Regions from separate parts of the Mus musculus genome. Here region 2 is linked to region 1. The links are chromatin contacts, called in public Hi-C maps. All regions are on one chromosome and are shown on one strand. Each heading gives the region's core, a stretch centred on a gene start, on an enhancer-like site or on the middle of the called end of the contact. The rest is flanking DNA. Distances are from core to core; before and after follow the strand shown.

Region 1 (2,704 bases), core at 141-2,640:
TGTGGAATACCCTAAAGTGAACCCCTCTGTTCCCAGGACTCATAGCCTCCCTTCTGGGCATACAGTTCTACTACTCAGAAGGAACTACCTTCTGGCTACCTGCTGGCACAGCCTTGTCCATGCTCCTACATGAGACTAGCCAGGACAGTCATAAACCTGCTACTTGCCTGCTTGGGTCCTTTGGTTCCTGGTCCCTGTACTTATCCCTGCACATTTCCTGTCAGCTCCCCCCTCCCCCTCCCCGACACAGATCTTTCCCACTGGCTGTGCTGTGTCTCTTCTTGTTCAGCTTCTCCTGGGCAAGGCCCCTTGAGATTGTCCTTGAGCTGCCTTTGGGGACGCAGCACCTTCCCTTCCTCCCTTCCTTCTCCTTTCCCCCTCTTTTCCTCCTTCTTCCCCTTACTCTTCTTCCCCTCTCCTTCCCTTCCTTTGTGTGTTTCCTCCCTTATAGGATCTGTCTAGAGTCACTGAGTCAGAGGTCTGGGTTCACATTGTCAGCCAGATGTTGGGTGGAAGGAAACAGGCTTGTGCAACATGAGGTTGTGGTAGAGGAAGGTCCTTGGGTCGGGGTTGGTTGTTGGATTAGGTTGTGGAGGATATATCTTGAGATTAAGGGAGATACTTGGAAGGAGTCAGAGCTGAGAAGCATGTAGATGTTCCCTGGCTGTGGTGGGTTAACGATGCCCATCTATTTGTAAAGCTGGTGGTTAGTTGGGGCCCAGGAGGGAAGGAGGTAGGGTGGTGAGGCCTCTGAGTAACTTTTTGAGAGATCCTGATGGGCAATCAGCTGCTGGGCCATGGTGGTCAGGGATTTGGTTTCTGAGAGAGAGAGAGAGAGAGAGAGAGAGAGAGAGAGAGAGAGAGAGAGAGAGAGAGAGAGAGAGAGAGAGAGAGAGAGATGCAGGCATCTGACCTAACCTGTTCAGGGATCTAAGATGACTGGGAGGAAATGTGTGTGGTGTGTGGTGTGTGGTGGGATGTGGGTGAGCTTTCAGCATTGGAGTCTTACTGAGCATCTCCTGTGTGTTTGCGTTCCCCTGTAGATTTATCACACGTCCCGATGTCAAGCAGAGAAAGATGGCCAGCTTTCTGGACTGGAGCCTTTGCACCTTGGCCCACTCTTCCTTCCAGACCATCGAGGGTGTCATTACCATGGATGGGATGCTGCAGGCCCTGGTGAGCCCTGCCCCGGGACAGCATGTGGAGCTCCAGCACTGTGCCCAAACTGTTGGTTCCATTCACTCTGTGTTTGAATTACGGGAACCTGGTAGGATTAATTTGCATTACAGGGTTGTGGTTTCATTTTCCACTGCTGTGTGCTTAGTGTGTAAGGCTGGACTGGAGTGGTGGCTTCCAGGAGAAAGCTGAAGAACTGTGCTTCACCACTAGAGGGCAGCGGCGCCTGCAGAACTGCAGCCTTTAGTTTTTTTGTCGTAAAGCAGTGAAACCAGCCCAAGTGAAAGAAGGCAGAGGGCTTGAAACCTGTTTGCTTACGTGGGTTACAAAATTTCTAGTTCCCGAGTTTAAATACAGACACTGGGGCCCGTCTGGAGATGCCCACTGTGCCCATCCTTCCTATTGCTGGTCTTCTCTGCTTGTCTGTTGTATGGCTTTTTAGTACTGACAAGGAGAACCACTCTGGTGTGAAATCTCAGAGGACATGGCCCTATTAACAAGGCTAGGAAGCTCCTGGACCAGTATTCCGGAGGTCACAGATGGACCCCCTAAGGCTTTGTTTGGTTTTGATGGTCAGCATTAAGAAGGTCATGGTGCCTCTCCAAGTCTGTCTCTAGGGTTAATGTTTACAAGGTTACAGAGACTCTCTGAGGCCATGGTATTAAGAGTCAGTATTTTGGACGAAGGCATGGATAGCTGTATAAGGCCCTGGTTTCTAGGGTTTGGCATTCTGGAGGGTGCAGATAGCCTTCTGAAACTGTGCGGCTCCAGGGTCAGAAACCTCTTCCTTGTTTTTCTTTGATTACACTGGATGCGATTTGACAGTAGTTCTTGTCCTTGTCTTGAAGGCAAAGGGAGCTGACATGTCACTTAGAAGTAGGATCCTTTGGAGAAGTCTGAAGGCAACCAGTCATACTGAGTTTGGCTTTTTGTACTACTCCTTAATACAGGTCCTGATGCAGGGTGGGAGGTATCAGGGCAGGTGCCAACAGCCCTGGGAAGGGGACATGCAACCTGGGACGGGAAGGCAAGTCGAGGCTCTCTGGACCTACTCCATGTGCCTCTGCAGCTGAATGTGTATCCTGGTTGTGGGGATGAGAAACGGCTGGTGTCTCTTTATTTTCAGTGATATTGCCATTGCCTTTCAGAGGCCTGCCATTCAAAACATGCAAGAGGGAGGCCTGGGAAAATAAAATGTTTCTTAAGACCTGAGCTTCTGCTCTGCTGCTCTCTCTGAAGACTTGGCGGCTCCAGATGGGCGTTAGTTCATTTTGTTAGGTCTACAGAGTTGTATAGCCACCGTTGTCTCTTCTCAGTATGCCATTCCGCATACACACTGCATCATACTCCACAGGCCAGTGGCACTGAGCTCACCTGTCTGGGAGGTGACTTTTATGTAGGATAGGCTCTTTTCCCTGAGCACAGCGTCTGTAGGGTCTGCCCACCCTGTGGCAGGCACGCGTCAGTTCTTCACTACTTTTTCGCAGGCCGAAACTGTTTCATTATGTGACTGTTTTTGACTGTTGTG
Region 2 (2,704 bases), core at 133-2,632, 200 kb after region 1:
CTGGCACCCTCACTTTTTCTCAGGGAATCTCACAAAGCCAAAGTTCCTAAAGTAGTATGGAATAAAATCACTGAAACCTGATAACCAAAGGAACCAGGAACTGCCTCAATTTTATATGATATAGTAAGTAGTAAAGAACAGCCAAGAAATTAACAGTTGGCCTCACCCCCCCACCCTGAATTAATGTGAAAAAATAAAACTGGACATGTTTCTGAGCAGGAAAACCAATAGGCTAGGTAGATGTGAACATATACATACATATATGTACATGTTACAAAGCTATATATAACACAAAGGCTATATAATCTCTACAGACAAGGTCTACATATAATATAGGCAATATCTACATAAATCACTGTAGAGGCCATCTATGTATAGTGTACTTTAAATTACTGAATCTGAACACGGTTATAAGAATCTTATAAAGGAGTGTTGAAGACACCGTCCTTTACAAATGAAGCGCTCTTTGAGGAGCTGATGATCCCAAAGTGGCATTCTATCCTGTTTGTGTTTATTCTGAAAACATGTTGCTTAAAGGCTTTTTATTTGTTATTTATTTGAGCTATTGGGGATTGAACCCAGGGTGTTTCACATGCATGTCAGAGTTACACCCCAGTCCTCTGGACTTACTTTGTAAAGGAAAGAACTTTCTTAATTTTCTCAAGACCTACAAGATTTTAACTGAAAAGGGGTGTTATGACTCATATTTGTTATCAGTAAGTGTGGCTCGGACGCTGGAGGGTTTCAAGGTTATCCTCAGCTGTATGTGCTGCAGGCCAGCCAGAGCTACAGACCTCACAACTTTAAAAAAAAAGATATAAATTTCTGACAAAGGCCTTGATTTACCGGTTTCCAATTTCAATAAGACTGGCATGAAAAATACAATCACTTGGCGCAATGCCTGTGAACCACACTTAATGCACCCTGGCCTGAGACATCTAACCCACCTGCTAGGTATTAAGATAGGTGTGGCATGCTGGCGAGCAGGGATATGGCGGGAGGGGCGCTAGTAGGTGTGCAGGTTAGTGTACGGTATGAGCTCGGACACATGTCTACCTCGAAACGGAATGGTGGGAACCCTCCAAGCTGAGGTTCCCGAACCCGTGGCAGCGTACAGCGGCTGCGAGCCGGAGACAAGATGACTACCGTGGAGGGAGAAACAGCAACAGAAGAAGGCACAAGAGGGCGGGACCGCGTCTCACCCGGCCATACCTACCACTAGGGCCAGCGAGCCGCGCGTTGTGGCGTTCTCGGAGACCTCCATCGCGCGGCTCCACTGCCCTTTTCCTGCAATCGCAGTCCTGCCTAGGAGGCCAACGCATGCACAGCAAGCTCCAGGAGGCGATGCACAGACTGGACCGCTTCCGATTGGTGCAGAGCCACGTGGCTCGCTAGGGACTTACGGGTATGGGAGGGCTGTTAGGGGAACAGCCACGTTCTATTGGTGTAGAGACACGTCAGTCAGTAAGGGAAGGCGGTCCTTCGAGCAGAATGCTCAGGGAGGCGGCCCGTCGGTGTTCTCTGGATGGTGGAGCGGGAGGGGCGAGCCGCCGTTCTCGGCGGGAGCAGCTCGGGCGAGGGGTTCCGGGGTGGCCAGAGCTGAGTGTGTGGGCGGGGCCTGGCCGAGCAAAGGGTTGGGCTTCCGGAGTCCGTGGGCGCCCCTGGCTTTGCGCCTTCGTCCTTCTCACTTGCCTCTGTGGCTTCTTGGCCTGCGGAAGTCCTCCTGCCCCACCTGACGGAAATAATCGCAAACTGAAGTCCGCAGCCAAACTAACGTTATAAAAAAACTTAAGAACGGGGGGAACTTGTGGGGGGACGCCACCCTGTGCAAGTAGGTGGTTACTTAAAAATCCCACCGCAGGTTGGGCCTATGTAACTTTAAAAAGGAAAATGCCAGTAAGCTTAAAGCAGGCGACATTTCATCAGAATCTTGTTTGGTCTGACTGCTCCAGACAAGGAGGAAGGACCCCCTCCTGGAGGAAGGTTCTGGGTCTGGACTGGGTCTGTCTGGAGTGAGCCAAAGGTAGATAGTTCTCATGGACCCAAGGCCCTCGTGTGGCCTGCATTAGGACACATGACGCTTGGTCAACGCCAGATAGTTGAGTTCCTATGCTACACAGAGATTCATTGTCCCGGGGGATACTGGGGAAGGAAGTGTTCTATGAACTGTGGGAGTCCCAAAGTTAGGCATCCCACAGAACCAAAAGGTTTCACTAAATTACTTCCAAAGGACGGGTGACAACCTCTGAGCTGCGTGGAACCCAGATATTGATAAAACACCTGATTACTTAATGTAGATAACCCATGTACATTTTGTTTCGTTAGTGCTTTTCTAACTTAATGCTTGTGTCTGCAGTTTCTCCAAATGGTCATCCTACAACTAGAAATATATTTTAAGATGGCATATTTTGGTCATCCACACCCTCCATTTGTGAGGGGTGACACTGAGGTCACCCACTGGCCTTGGCACCAAGCAGCCCTCAAGAGTTTCCACACTTAAAAATAGCAGGAGATGGGTGGAAGAGATGGCTCAACGGATAAAGACAGTTGCTGCCAAGCCTTAGAACCCGACTTTGAGCCCTGGGACCCATGTGGTATCAAGGAGAGAACCTACTCCCACAAGTTATCCTCTGACCTCCGAACATATAGGGTATGGTGCACAACCCCACACACCCCCAACACATGCGCAAAATAAAATGTAATT

The links. Hi-C and Micro-C count contacts between places; a contact is called where the count stands out from the background.
Region 2: a Hi-C map of the G1E-ER4 cell line shows a contact between it and region 1, with 4 times the contacts expected there. The contact joins the promoter of B3gntl1 here to the enhancer-like site in region 1. A contact is called at or near these places in 15 of 39 promoter capture datasets (the 3T3-L1 cell line, 3T3-L1-derived adipocytes, the C10 cell line and 10 more), 3 of 15 datasets of contacts at CTCF or cohesin (the G1E-ER4 cell line, large pre-B cells and pro-B cells), 17 of 484 Hi-C or Micro-C datasets (the G1E-ER4 cell line, the HL-1 cell line, the HPC-7 cell line and 9 more), 3 of 115 datasets of contacts at active chromatin or transcription factors (acute myeloid leukemia, astrocytes and microglia) and 3 of 9 other capture datasets (adipose tissue, liver and macrophages).

What each region holds. Positions count from the first base shown.
Region 1 is chr11:121,474,496-121,477,199 of GRCm38.p6, forward strand. Tbcd (tubulin-specific chaperone d) reads left to right here. Exons shown (of 39, transcript NM_029878.4): 7 at 1,044-1,176. Among named protein-coding and RNA genes, the nearest start is that of Tbcd, 24 kb to the left of the region's middle. Within about 2 kb of position 1,391, at least 56 of the 459 cell types and tissues checked have an H3K27ac peak or open chromatin away from gene starts, as enhancers often do. A contact at or near this core is called in the G1E-ER4 cell line, acute myeloid leukemia, bone marrow-derived macrophages and 4 more, where this site is marked.
Region 2 is chr11:121,671,769-121,674,472 of GRCm38.p6, forward strand. It overlaps B3gntl1 (UDP-GlcNAc:betaGal beta-1,3-N-acetylglucosaminyltransferase-like 1), which reads right to left and starts at 1,383. Exons shown (of 13, transcript NM_178664.5): 1 at 1,217-1,383. The coding sequence starts at 1,264.